2 separate regions of the Mus musculus genome follow, and region 1 is linked to region 2. A link is a contact called in public HiChIP or PLAC-seq data. All regions are on one chromosome and are shown on one strand. Each heading gives the region's core, a stretch centred on a gene start, on an enhancer-like site or on the middle of the called end of the contact. The rest is flanking DNA. Distances are from core to core; before and after follow the strand shown.

Region 1 (7,184 bases), core at 3,881-6,380, 250 kb after region 2:
GCCTTTAATCCCAGCTCTCAGGAGGCAGAGGCAGAGGCAGGGTGGATCTCTGTGAGTTTGAGGCCAGCCTGGTCTATGTAGTAAGGTCCAGACCAGCCAGGGCTACATAGTGAGACCCTACTTCAAAAAACAAAAATAGAATAAAAACAATTACATCTATCTATCTATCTATCTATCTATCTATCTATCTATCTATCTACCTACCTACCTACCTATCTATCAATCTATTATCTACCTCCTAATTACCTACCTACCTATGGTGTGTGTCTGTGTCTCTCCATGTACGTACTTGCCACAGTGTGCATGAGGAGGTCAAAGGCCAGCAAGCTTTGGGAGTCGATTCTCTCCTCCCTCCAGATTGGTCTGAGAACTTGAACTCATTCAGTTTCTCAGGCTTGGTGGTGAGTGCCTTTATCTAATGAGCTAACTTGCTGGCCCCACCACATTCCTTTTTATTGAACAAATGCATCAAAGGGAGGGATAGAGTTATTTTAACTAAGACTAGCTGGGAACATGGATGAATATTCATGAATCTACATATGGCCCAGAAGACCAAGATCTATGTTTTTGGACTTTTGTTTTTTCGTGTGGAGTGGCTTTTCTCTCCCAGCTGCAGGGGAGAGAGTGGCCACCTTCTGTAGCTCCTTTTTGAGATGCTTGAGTTGATGATAGCTTGCTTTGGGGAGGCGATTTCATCAGCTGGCATTATAAGGGAAGTAGCAAGGCCTGCCAAGTTCAATTTGCTGGCAGGAACAGAAGAGGAGGAAGAGGAGGTGACTTGTTAACTGGGCGACAAGGGCCACGTAGTGATTTATGTTTGGCACCGCTCCCCTTTGACTTTCCGGTGATTGCGGGACTGTGAGGCTCCCTTCTGGCAAAGGCTTTTTACTGGCTCCCCTCCCTCCCGAAGTGGGTCTGAAAAGGGTTATGTAAATGACTGCCATTTTCAGAAGCCACCAGCTGCCCCCCACCCCAGCTTGGTTAGGATATTGGAGAAGTTAACTCGGGAAGGATGTATTTCAAGCCTCGAACCAATCCAAGCCATGAACATCCGGTTAAGATCGGTTGCTCTACACAATTCACCACAGCGTCATTTTGATTGGCAGTTTCTCCTGCATTTTATAGCAACTGTTTTCCTTCACAGAATTATGCTTCATGCTCCCCTCTGTAGCAAGCCTCTATGGCCAGGTCTCTAAAATGACACATGCATGCCCCCTGGTTCCTTCTTCCCTATCCTCTATATCTGCTGAGAGTCATGCTACCCAGGAAAGTGGGGGCTGCCTAAAATGGCAGTCACATCCCACAAGTCCCTCAGCCTGGCAGCTCCCCACGCTTAAATCAATCCTTACAAGAGAAGGGTTTATGAGGACTCCGAGTGGAAAACCAGACAGCCAGAGTTACAAGTGACATCTGTGAGGAGAAAAGAGGCCGATGACACACCAAAGGTCCAGTGTTGGTGAGGTGCCCATGGTGAAGTGGCTGTCAGGCATCCCCGAAGCTTTTAATAATGCAACCTGCTCCCATTAAATGCTTTAAATTAAACTAAGAGGTCAGTTCCACTCAGTGGCAAGTTACCGTCAAATGATGGAGAGTGAGAGGCAGAGGGTAGTAGTTTGAAGGACGTGGCCCCCACAGGTGAAGAGATCTGAATACTTGTTCACCAGGGAGTGGCACTATTGGAAAGGATTGGGAGGTGTGGCCTTGTTGGAGGAAAAGTGCTACTGGGGGTAGCAGTCTCTCCCTCCCTCTCCCCCTCCCTCTCCCCCTCCCTCTCCCTCTCTCCTTCCCCCTTTCCTCCTCCTCTCCCTCCCCCTCCTCCTTTATGCTGTCTGCGGATCTAGATGTAGTGAGAGATCGAACCTTTTAAGTTCAGACTCCATTTTAGAGAGCTTGACCTAAGTTTGAACTCAGGTAAACTAACAGGCCAGCATTAGTTTCCAAGTTACTCCTCAACAAAACCCTAGCCTAGCTCCAGTTTCTAGGCGAACCCCAACAAGACCTATGTCTCCAGATTAATCTCTCCCAACAAATCCAGTGTTTCCAGGTTAATTTCTGACAGGCCCGCCCTCTGCCTAACACCCAGCAATGCAGAGGGAAACAGAAGTTAAGTCTATGCTTTGACTCCCAGCACCAGCCATTATGCTAAAGGCCAGAGTAGCTCTCCAATTAGATGCTTGCCAGGCTAGAAACACTCACCCACCCGCATGCCCCTTTCTATAAAACCTTACCCCAATAAATACTCGGGGCTCCTCTCCACCAAAACTATCCTGTATGTCAGGGGTGGTCTGAGCCCAAGTTGGCTCAAATAAAGGCCCTGGTGTGATTTACATAGGATTGGCTCCTGTCTGGCCTTTGGGGGTTCACTAACACTTCCTTGACATTACAGTAGAACCCGCAGCTCCTTCTCCAGGACCATGTGTACCTCTGTGCTACCATGCTCCCCACCATGATAAAAATGGGCTAAACCCCTGAAACTGTAAGCAAGACCCAATTAGATGTTTTCCTTTATAAGAGTTGCCATGGTCATGGGGAGCAAGACACAAAGGTACAATGTCCTCCAAATGTGCCGTGGACAGGTGAAATCAAAGCCTTTCCCACATCTAGTTATGTTTCAGGGCATACTCATCTCTCTCTGATTTTCTTATTACGGTACTGGGTCAGAACTCAGGGTCATGCACAAAGCACTCTATCATTAAACTACTTCTTCCATCTCTTATTATTGAAGAACACAGGTTCTTGAAAGAGAATGTATTGAGGTTTTGTCTTTTACTGTCTATGGCAATGCTAAGTCCAGGCCCCCAAGACCTGGAGTCTGCATGTAGTCCCTGGGACCCTGCCTCCAGGTTAATTCTGGTTGGCGAATAAAGATTCCGGTAGCCAATAGCTGGGCAGAAAAGGCATAGGTGAGGTTGAGATTTGGGGGGTTGCAGGCTTTGGAAGGGAGGACCAGGAGGGAGAGAAAGAGGAGGAGAAGCGACTATTAAATAGGAGAACATGGAGGAGAGGAGGAAGAAGAGCCACCATGGGCTAGCTGAGCTGTAAAAAATATGGCCATGTGGGCTGGCCAGTTGGAGCTAAGAGCAGCCTAGATGAAACTTAGTAGTATTGATAGGAAAGTAGATTCTAACAGCATGGAGGGCAAGCAAGTGCTTAGCTACAGTACTGCCTAAGGCATATTAAAAATATGAAGGCTGTGTATGCCTTTCATCTGGGAACACAAATGGTCTAAAGTGGGGAGGAAGCACTGGGCCAAGACTTTTAATATTTTCTAATACAAAAATCCTAGAAGCAGGTGGCTCAGGCTATAACCACTTGGTATCTACACCTATATCAATCCATTCACCCACCCACCCATCCATCCATCCATCCATCCATCCATCCATCTACCCATCCACTCATTTATCTATACTTCTGTCTTAGTTAGGTGAACAGACACCATGACCAAGGCAAGTCTTATAAAAAACCAACATTTAATTGGGGCTGGCTTACAGGTTTAGAGGTTCAGTCCATTACCATCAAAGTGGGAGCATTACCATCAAAGTGGGAGCATGGCAGTATCCAGGCAGGCATGGCGCAGGAGGAGCTGAGAGTTCTATGTCTTCATCCAAAGGCTGCTAGTGGAAGACTGACATCCAGGCAACTAGGGTTAGGATCTTATGCCCACACCCACAGTGACACACCCATTCCAACCAGATCCTATTCCAACAAGGCCACACCTCCAGATGGTGTCACTCCCTGGTCATCACACCATCCATCTACCTACCCATCCATCTAACTACTCATCTATCCATTCACCCATTCATCTATCCATCCATCCATCCATCCACCCACCCACCATCTACCCATTCATCCATCCATCCATCTATCCATCCATTCACCCATTCACCCATCCATCCATCTACCCACCAACCTAGCCACTCATTTACCCATCCACTCTTCCATTGGACATTTTCCTAGATTTTGTTCACAAATATATGATATATATTCATCATTGGGGACATAAGGATAGAAATTAACCAAATTTTTCTCTATCCCTGCCATGAGTCAGGTTATGAGGACATGTATAGACCACATCTTTGGGTAGAAGACAAACATGTAATGTCTCTCTGTAGTTGGAAGTAGAGATTTGGCAAAATTGCATCTCAACATCAGGGTAGCCATTCATCAGATTGTTGTAGTTCATATCCAGCAGGTGATGAGGCTCAGTGTCTCTTAAAGGTGAGCCAGGGCCACTTTTCAGCCACAACTCATGACCTTCACACAGTCCAACCCCTTGGGACATGCACCATCTTTTGAACTTTGCTAACCCTGAAGGATAAGTACACAGTATGACTGTTTTTTATGATTCTCAGTAGATGGGGGAACTCTTCCCTAAGCTTAATGATGTCATTGGTGCCAATCTTGCTGGAGTTACAGAGAACCCCTATTTTTTTCTATTGATTCTTTAGTCTGGTTTCCCTTGGACCCTGTTGCAAGGGAAGCAGGCTAGGGGCATTCCTGGGTTCTCTGTGCAATTGAAATGCCATCACAGCCACACTGAGAACCAGTGGATGGTAGGCATAGGCAGTTAGCATAACATTGGGGCCAATGCCTTCTCCAGGGCTGCTGGAAAAGGCTGTCACTCTCCCTTCCTAGAGGACATCTGCATAGGGCTGTATAGTGGAGTGTTAGACTGGCAGGCCTTTAGTGTTCTTCTAACATTGTTTCTTCTGATCCAGTGATTTTGTTTGTTTGTTTTGATTTTGTTTTTCAAGACAGGGTTTCTCTGTGCAGCCCTGACTGTCCTGGAACTCGCTCTGTAGTTCATGCTGGCTTTGAACTCAGAAATCTGCCTGCCTCTGTCTCCTGGATGCTCAGATTAAAGATTTGTGCCACCACTGCCCAGCAATCCAGTGTTTTGTTTTGTTTTGTTTTTTCTTTTTCTTTAAGGGCCATGATCATTATAGGACCATCAGAACCCAGTTTTGCGGAGTCTTTCAGAAAATCTTGGTTGAGAATGGAACTCTACCAGTGTTGTCTTAGTTCTATTATGTCAGCTGCGAATCTGAAGGATTTTCCCCTTCCTGGGCCTGAGGCAGAGAAGAGGAAGTGAGAACAAGAGGGGAGAGTTCTCTTACAGTACCTCTTACAGTACAACAACAACCAAAACCCCCTTGGGTTTGAGGAGCACTTAGGGCTTTTCTGTAGCCTGCTCCCCCATTCACAGCCTTTCTCATTTGGTCCTTAGAGCTCCCCCAGTGGAAGGTAGACTTCTGAGCTGCCCCAATTTTATTCTTTTTGTTTCTGACAGGGGGGATAGTCCTAGGAGAGGGTTCAGGTCTGGCCATTTGGGAAGGAGGGAATGATGCAGTCTGGGGAGATGCTGGAGTTTCTGAGATTCCTTGCAGGACCATAAACAAGAGGTAGCATTCTCAGGGCACTCAGATTGGGCCCCGATAATTAAGGAGGAAGAAAAGCCACCAGAACAGGTTCTCAACTGCATAGGGACCCAAGGCCAACTTAATGCAAACAAGAGCCGGCCTTATACCACAGCTCCGTCACCTCCTGCATGGCACTTCACAGAAAGCCTGAGAGCATTTGCGTAAGGCCACAAACACCTGGATGCTTCTTGTCCATTCAGTCCCCTAGGACATCAAGAAAGTCACTGTCTCAAATTCTCCACTCAACCCCCATCTCAGTGCTCAAGGCTTCTCCCCAGGGAAGGCAGCCCTTGACAGAGAAGGACAGGTTAACCTAAAGGAAAGAGACTAGCGGTGGAACACAGAACATGTAATAGCTTCATCTACTTGGAAACAAGGCTCTGGGGTCAGAGGTTATCATCTTCAAAGGTCACCATTCCCCTCCACTCCCCCATCATTCACCCCACTGTGTACCAACAGAGACAGAAGTCGCCGGCACAAACCTGTGTAGAATCTTTCCGGTCTCACCCTAAAAACTAACCCTCCTCCCAACCCTGCAGGCTTGGTTGATTTCTATAATGTCATAGCCCATTTACAAAGCGTTCTGTGTGCTCCCCAGGCCAACAAACTGGTCTATCATTCCCAAGGGCCTTGGTTAAGGGTCCCCTGAGTCTAAAATCCTGGCCCCGTGAGACTTTATCTCTCCAGACCCTCAGGTGGAGTTCGCCTCCCTACCTCTTCTTTTACCCCCGTGTCTTCCCGAGCACAGAAGAGCAGACAGGCTGTCAGGCAGGATTTGCCTTCCGTTGTATGCAAGTCAGGATTTGCTATCAGTGTTGCAGAGCCAGGGAAAGGGGAAAGCTCTGAGCAGCAGGAGCCTTGGGCCCAGCTCCGAGGAGAATCGTGAAGACCGAAGAAAGAAATGAGAAACCTTGGGTGGCTCTCACCTGTGTGGTCCTGTGAGGCAGAGAAGGCAGGAGGAGGATGACTGTCCCTCGGAGGGATGGCTGGCGGAGAGTTCTTAGAACTGGGCCCTTCTCTCTTAGAAAACAGAGAGAAGGAGATGGGACAGGGCTAAGCTGGAACAAGAGGGGAGAAGTGGAGGGGAGGAGACTGGGAAGAGCTCTGGTTCTCAGCCCAGACTGAATCCCACCCTTGGAGCAGTCATCCTGCCCAGGGGTCCAGGGCTTGTCTTTGAGCGTGAGTGGGAAGGGACCCTGGGCAGTATGCTTTTCTTTAGCCCCGAAAGAATGACAAATGGCCCCTGCACTTGATCTTTGTCCAGCAGAACGTCTGGCACCTCTTCTAACCACTGTGACCTCCTGCTCCTCTTCCAGTCCTGAGACTCCAAACCCTAACCAAGCCCAAGCCCAAGCCCAAAGGAAGTAAGAGAAAGCCACCATGATGTGTCCTTCCCAGCCAGTCTCATCTACAATCCATGTCACATACCCTTATTCTCAATACAACTAGGCCACAGAACAGTCTTTCCCAAACACTGACACTGGAATGTATAAAAACACACTTTTATATGATTTATCCCTACCCCCCACTCCACCCAGGCCTCCGGGCTTTCAAAGTTGTTCTGACTCCGAATCAATCTTTTCCAGTGCAAAGCAGAGGGCACTGGACTGGGAGAGGCTACCCTGGGAGCTGGCCCTGGTGCTCCAGTGTGCAACTCGGAGGTCCTGTAGCCACCTGGGTCCTGTCCTATGCTCAAATTGCTCTTCCACTTGACAAAGCACGGGGACCATATCACACTGGACCTCATCTGAGCCAAGTAAGGCT
Region 2 (6,840 bases), core at 3,247-5,746:
GGCAGAGCTGGTGCCATGGAGCTGGGCAGTAGTGAGAGGACAGAGGCTGGCAGAGCCACAGTTGAAGCCTGAGTACTGAAGCCTGCCTTCACCAGGGGGCGCATGTAACCAGGGAGGACATTGCCTGTGGCCCCTGTCCCTGATCTGTAGGTCATGCCTGCTGGGCAGCACAGCCCTGGTAGTGACTAAGTCGCTTCTGTCCCCGGGCTGGCAAAGTACCAGACTCAGCTCTTCTCTTCTCGGTAGGTGAGTCACTGCCCTGGCATCTTCCCCGGATGTGGCTGAGTCACCCGGCCATGCCCGCCTGGTAGGTGGGCATCATACTAGGGTTAGGGTGGAGGGTTATACGTGTAGCCCCCAGTGTCTTCTCTCATCTCTTTTGTCTCCTAGTCCTACCCATAAACCTGCAGAGCCAGACGAGCAGAGCACGCTGCTTCCCCCCACATGAGGTAAAGGAAGAGGCAGCAGGCTTGAGAATAGAGTGGGATATGTTTGATTTGGAAGAGGAAATGGGGGGAGTGTGTGAGTTCAAATCCTACATCTGCACCTCTGCACCGACAAACTGTAAGACCGTGGCAAAGCAATTGTTTTGTTTGAGGCAGGTTCTTACTCTGTAGCCAGGAACTTAACTATGTAGCAGCCCTGGCTTGTCTGGAGCTCATCATGGCCATCCCACTGCTGCAGTCTCCCAAGGCCTGGGGACTATAAGCATGAACCACACTATATGAAGTTGGAGTGCTGGGATTAAAGGCATGCGCCACCATGCCTGGCTCTTTCTTTCTTTCTTTAAAGATTTGTTTATTTTATGTATATGAGTACACTGTAGCTATTGTCAGACATAACAGAAGAGGGCATCGGATCCCATTACAGATGGTTGTGAGCCAACATGTGGTTGCTGGGAATTGAACTCAGGACCCCTGGAAGAGCAATCAGTGCTCTTAACCATTGAGCCATTTCTCCAGTCTGCCAATTTCTCTTTGAGCCTTAGTTTTCTATCCTATAAACAATGGAAACAGGACTTCTGGTAGACTGAGACTTAAAAGAAGGTAATTGGGAAGTAGACCTCTTGGATAAGTGAGTTGTGAGGCTGTGGAGGAGGAAGTTGAGGCTGGTTCTAGCAGGTATCTCCCTCTTGCCTCACCCACGGTCTGGGAGAGACTGTCTTTCCCCAAGCCTACTTCAGATTCTGCGTAGTTCCTGCATGTGTCTGCTATGCACGTCTTCTCTCTCTCCCTCTGTCCCTCTTGTCTGTAGGCTGTCCTTAAACTTCTAATGCTCACTCCTGCTTCCACTTCTGGATATGCTATCCTTTGGTCATTCTGCTTTGAAACAAGGTCTTTCTCTGTAGCCATGACTACATGGTCCAAACTGGCCTTGAACTCTGGCAGTGCTCCTGCTGCAGCCTCCCGAGTGCTGGTGTTAGAGGTTACAGGTGTATGCAACCACACCTGGCTTGATGCTGGCTTTTTTGTTTTGTTTTGTTTTGTTTTGTTTTGTTTTGTTTTTGAGTTCCACAAGCTGTAACTCCTTTGAGGACTAGGAGCTGTCACTGGACAGTTATTACCTGTCTGAGGCCCACCCTGGCCTCCTCTAGTCTGATGAGGGACTCTACTTGTCTTGGGAAACCAGTGCTTCCCCCATTCCCACCCCCACAGCCTGTCTCCTGCGTGCAGGAGTGGAGGACCTAGGATAGCCCTGGGGCTCTTCTCTCCCATTAGCCTCTTGCTGTAGTCTAAGTACTCTGCTCTCCTGAAACAGGGTGCCTGGCTGAAGGGTGTGAGAACCCTGGTTTTTTTGTTTTGTTTTTTAAATGATTTATTTATTATATGTAAGTATACTGTTGCTGTCTTCAGACACTCCAGAAGAGGGCGTCAGGTTTCATTACCAATGGTTGTGAGCCACCATGTGGTTGCTGGGAATTGAACTCAGGACCTTCAGAAGAGCAGTCAGTGCTCTTACCTCTGAACCATCTCTCCAGTCCCGAGAACCCCGTTTTTGAGACCAACACAACTACTGCTGTGGACTTCTGACTCCTGGTCCCCTGCCCAGGGACCTCTTCTGATCCTGCAGTCATGCTTGGGTAGGGCTGGACTTTGGACCTGTGGTGCCCTGGGCATGAAGGAAGTGTCCCACAGTGTGTAGGCTGTGTGTCCAATCTTGAATGTGTCTGACTCCTCTGGGCAGTGGTTTGTGTGAGTATGGGTTTTCTCTTTTGTGCCCATATGGACCTCCAGCTGCATCATTTCATATGCACACTCCACTCCACTCCATGGCCTTATGTGTAGGCACCCTTTGTGTGTGTGTGTCGGGTGTGCATATATGCCTTGGAGGTGTACACAGTCACATTATGAGCATGTGTGGGGCTGGCCATTTGTCCCAGGGTGTGTGTTCAAGAAGAGTATACCCATATGCAACAAGGTAAGGCACACACCTTTAATCCTACCCTGCACCCAGAAGGCAGGGCAGGCACAGATCCCCTGAGTTCAAGGCCAGCCAGGTCTACTGAGCAAGTTCCAGTACAGTCAGGGCTACACAGAGGTTTCTGAACCCCTGTCCAAGAAGAAGAAAGAAGAAGAAAAAGAAGAAAGGAGAAGAAAGAAAGAAGGGGAAAGAAGAAGAACAAAGAAAGAAAGAAAGAAAGAAAGAAAGAAAGAAAGAAAGAAAGAAAGGAAGGAAGGAAGGAAGGAAGGAAGGAAGGAAGGAAGGAAGGAAGGAAAGAAAGAAAGAAAGAAGAAGAAAAAGTACCTGAAAAAAGTGTACCTGAATCCATATGCCCGCAGGTGTGTCTGAAGGCTGCCCATGTGGGAGGGAGGCAGTGTAACTCTGTGCATGCACCTATCTGGTAGGATCTAGGCTAGAGGAGCCTATGGAAACTAGAGGTGAACTGGCCCTAGGCTACCCTCTCAGCCAGGTAGGTTCCTCACTTGTATGGAGGCTCCTGATGATGGTGGGGCTCTGGCTGGAAGGCTTGACGGGGGCACGGGAGTGGGTGCGTGGAAGGGAATGGGTTAAGCGGCGGCCTCCACATCTGGGAGCCATTGACGCATTCTTGCCTGCTGAGCGCATGTTTGTGGATGGATCTGGACGGGACAGATCGGGGCGGGGCGGCAAGAGAGGGGCTGGGCGGGTGGTTCGCCCCGGCGGAAATCCAGACGGGAGCGGGAGACTGCGCTAGCCCAGCGGGGCGGCAAGGGTCTGGGGAAGCGCTGCACCGCTTTGCGGAGTTTTCCCTTGCGTCCGACCTCTGGACAGAGTGTCCCACGGACCTGAGCTGTGCTACCTACCTTCCAAGGCCGCCAGAGCAAAGCCACAGAGAGACAAGCAGATATTCTAGTTCTAGGCCCGGTTCAGACACCCATGCAACCGTGGACAAAATCCCATATGGGCCTCGGACCTCCTGTTCTTAGTCTGAAAATCCGGACATCGGATTAGACTGAGCGTCCCCAGGGTGGAGGCCTGGGTGTGTGGCACTTCCCTTGCCAGTGGGATGTCCTGTGGGGGGCAGTTGCCACTTCTCTGCCCGGGAACTCGGGTGAGGTAGGCACTGCATAGTGGACTCACCCTCCTCCAGTGCAGTGTTAGAGGTGGAAACCTTAACCTCCGGCTGGCCCGGAGGGGGCTTGTGACAGTTGGGAATTGAGGTCTGGAGATGGAGTGTGGTTCAGATCCTGTCCTCCTGGAACATGTATGAACTGCCCTCGGCCCTCAAGTGGGTCTTCTAGAATGGAGAGCGACTCCAGGCCGTCCAAAGAGCTGGCTTGGGGTGACCATATTTCTAGCTACTCGAAGGGATTCAGTTGAGCTAGAAATTTCCTCTAACCTACTCAAGCCGGAGAGGTGTTTGGGAAAGAAGGATGTTCTATGGAGAAGACGGTCTTCCCTTTGTACTTCGGCTTTACAGATGAGAAATACTAAGGTCCAGAGGAGCCAAGTGTTTTGCTCAAGGTCAGATAGCTTTCAGTTTCAGCTGGCCCCGGAGGATTGTGATTAGGAGAGACAGAGACTTGACAGCTGGGGCAGGAGTCAGTGCGTTCTCCATATTACACCACCTCCTTTCTTCCCAGGTTTGGTAGGTGTGTGTGATGTGTGTGTGTCTCTGTGAGTGTGGGCGTGTAGCGGGGTGGGGGGTGGGGAAAGGGAGTGTGTGTAGGATCCCGCACCCTGAGGTTCGTTCACCGCCGAGTCGTAATTTATTCTTTTCTCTGAACTTCACACCGCCCCCCCCCCCACACACACACACCCCGAATCTCTTTCTGGCGTGTTGAGGGAGGGATTCTCCCAGATTCCCACGGTCCGGCCACTAGCTGGAAGCGTCTCCTTTAAGACTCGCCCTTCCCTGGGTCTATTAAGGAGAGAGGGGCGGGTGTGAGCATGAGGACCCGCCCCCGGTTAGTGATTGGCCCGTGGCATGCAGGGGCGGGCCTGCGGCAGGGGGGCCTCCCTCCCACCCCAGCTCCATACCCTCCGCCCCCCCCAGTCTAGGGCTCCGGGTAAAGTTTCAGCCTCTGCACGTGACTCGCCATGGCCGCTGCCGTCGCCCCGCGCCCCTGAGCTGCGGCCCCCCGGACGGCTCCTCTCGGAGGACCCCACACCCCTGACGCCGGGCAGCGCCGCGGCGCCTGCTTGGGGCAGACCCTGTGCCCGCAGACACGCAGACGGGTTGCATCCCCTCGCTTCGAGGTAACCTCTCCCCTGGAACCCTGGGGAACCCTCGATTCTCTCACACTTCGGGGCCCGGTGGCCCACTCTGGATGGGAACTGCGGGCGGGGACTGGGTGCCCGGCAGTTTCGACGGGGACCTGGGGTTTCCTGGACTTCCCAGCCTGCCGCTGGCGTGTCCGGGGTTGGGGAGCCCCGTCTGCGCCGCGTCTTCGCGCGCACAGCCTTGAGGCTTCTGCGGCCGCCTGCCGCGCGTGTCCTCGGCGCTCCAGTCGTGGCGGATCTACTGCTGGGAACTCTCTTTTCTCTTCAAACCCAAACCAAACAAAAAGACTTCTTGAAACCTGTTTGGGGAGAGATCAGATGCCCAACGGACTAGCCCCCTCCTACTCTTTCTCCTGTTACCTGAGCCGCCCTGTGGTTTGGGGAGAATCAGCCAGGGGCCCACCCCCACCAGAGGGAACTGGCTGGGGGGGCGGGGCCCGCTCAGCTGGTGTCTCGGTTGGAGTGTGGGGGAGCCGTCAGAATTGGGTGCGGGAGCCAGAGCAGTTGGGTGAGACGCGCCTGAGTTTTGTGTTACTTGGGGCTTGTGGAAGCCTTTTGGGGTGAGGGAAGGACAGAATAGACTGGCCGACCTTGCTTCGCTGAGGATGTCTGGGATTTAGTGCCACCCACGAGGCTTGGAAGCTGCTAGCCAGATGTGTGTATGTTGAGGGGTGGTTGGCAGATCAGTTTAACTGTGTCTCCTTTTCTCTCTGGGCACTGCCCTGCTGTCTTACTGTTCGTGGGAAAGGGGGACAGATTCCCCAGTGTGCAAGGCTGGGGGTGGGGGCTAGCTCATATGGAAATAATTTAAAAAGCAACAACAACAACAACAAACTGAGTCTTGGGAAGTTTCTTGCCCTGCCCCTCCACTATTCATCCCGTCTTGGATAGGATGCCCAGCATGCTGGCATGGAAGGGATGGTACCCCTTGCTCCTTACCTGATGCCAGCTCCCGATGTTGCAGCCAGATGGCTACCTTCTACCTGTGGACCGTGTGCACATGTATGTGTGGATGTTTTCCAACAGAATTGCTACCCTTTGCTCTCAGTTCTGCCCTTGATCACCCCATCAGCCCGGGGATGGGACTCAGATTTGTCATCTTTTATCTTCACAAGGCAAAACTTGGGGCACGCGAGTGGGGGAGTGGCGGGGGAGGATATTATCCAGTAAGGACTCTGATGTCCTGTGAGGAAATTAGGGTTCAGACCCCCAAACTCCTCTTACTCCTCCAGGGCTTTGTATGGAGATGAAGCACGGAAGGCCCAGATTCGAGTGGGGGTGGCCTGGAGCCTTGGGGCTTCCCCTGGAGGGGTGGAGATGAGTAGGGGGAGGGAGCAAGAAGAGGTTCTGGAGTTATCTATGTAGCTCTTTCTCCTGAGGAATAGGGGGGGATGTGGAGTCACAGAGTTTGTGTCTCTGAAAGATGATGCACTGGGAGGGGTTGGCATATACATCACTGCTGCCTGGGAGGCTGGGCTGGGAAGCAGAGCGGTCAGTGGGGTCAGACTCAAGTAGGCCCTTGGGAGCCTACGATGGTGGGTGTGCAGGCACTTGGAGGGTGTGAACCTGTGGTGTATGCAGAAGACCCACACTGCAGGAGCTGGTCGCAGTTCAGTGAAGCCCCCCGGGCTGGGCCTTGCCTGCCACAGCTCTGACTCTCTCTCTCTCTCTCTCTCTCTCTCATCTGACCCTGAATGCACCTGCTGCCACTCTGGGATCCCTCTCTGGTTCACCTCCTCCTCTTAACCATGTGGCAGCCTGGCAGGAAGCTAGCTGTAGCTCATCCTGATCACCCCTGTGCCTCCTCCGGTGGGCACAGTCACCCACACACGCCATGACGTTGTTCCTGTCAGCCTGTCTAGTGAGGGGGTGAGGACACTTGAGTAGCCTTCAGGTCTGCTTGGGTGGGGGTGGGGGGGACACTGACACGGACGCTTCCGTTAACCGTTTGCTCTCTGAAGCTGGCTCTGCCTTCTGCGTTTTTTTCTTACCAGGTGACTCTGTTCAGGAACTGGGGTTTTAGATGGATAGTCTTCAGAGTTAGGCGTCATGCGGGCAGGGCTCGGAATAGCCTTAATGCCCCCGGGGATGCCTGAGCAGAGAGGGACCCCTTCTCAATTGGAGGGGGCCCTGGTG

What was found. HiChIP or PLAC-seq counts read pairs in DNA pulled down with a chosen protein or histone mark.
Region 1: an H3K27ac HiChIP or PLAC-seq map of thymic regulatory T cells shows a contact between it and region 2, with 3 times the contacts expected there. The contact joins the enhancer-like site here to the promoter of Rara in region 2. A contact is called at or near these places in 3 of 115 datasets of contacts at active chromatin or transcription factors (bone marrow-derived dendritic cells, large pre-B cells and thymic regulatory T cells) and 2 of 9 other capture datasets (embryonic stem cells and liver).

Annotation. Positions count from the first base shown.
Region 1 is chr11:99,181,906-99,189,089 of GRCm38.p6, forward strand. No RefSeq gene overlaps it. Among named protein-coding and RNA genes, the nearest start is that of Gm32249, 17 kb to the left of the region's middle. Within about 2 kb of position 5,131, at least 35 of the 459 cell types and tissues checked have an H3K27ac peak or open chromatin away from gene starts, as enhancers often do. A contact at or near this core is called in bone marrow-derived dendritic cells and thymic regulatory T cells, where this site is marked.
Region 2 is chr11:98,933,200-98,940,039 of GRCm38.p6, forward strand. It overlaps Rara (retinoic acid receptor, alpha), which reads left to right and starts at 4,497. Exons shown (of 9, transcript NM_009024.2): 1 at 4,497-4,680. Gm46294 reads right to left here. Exons shown (of 3, transcript XR_003949771.1): 2 at 4,725-5,003; 3 at 4,064-4,342.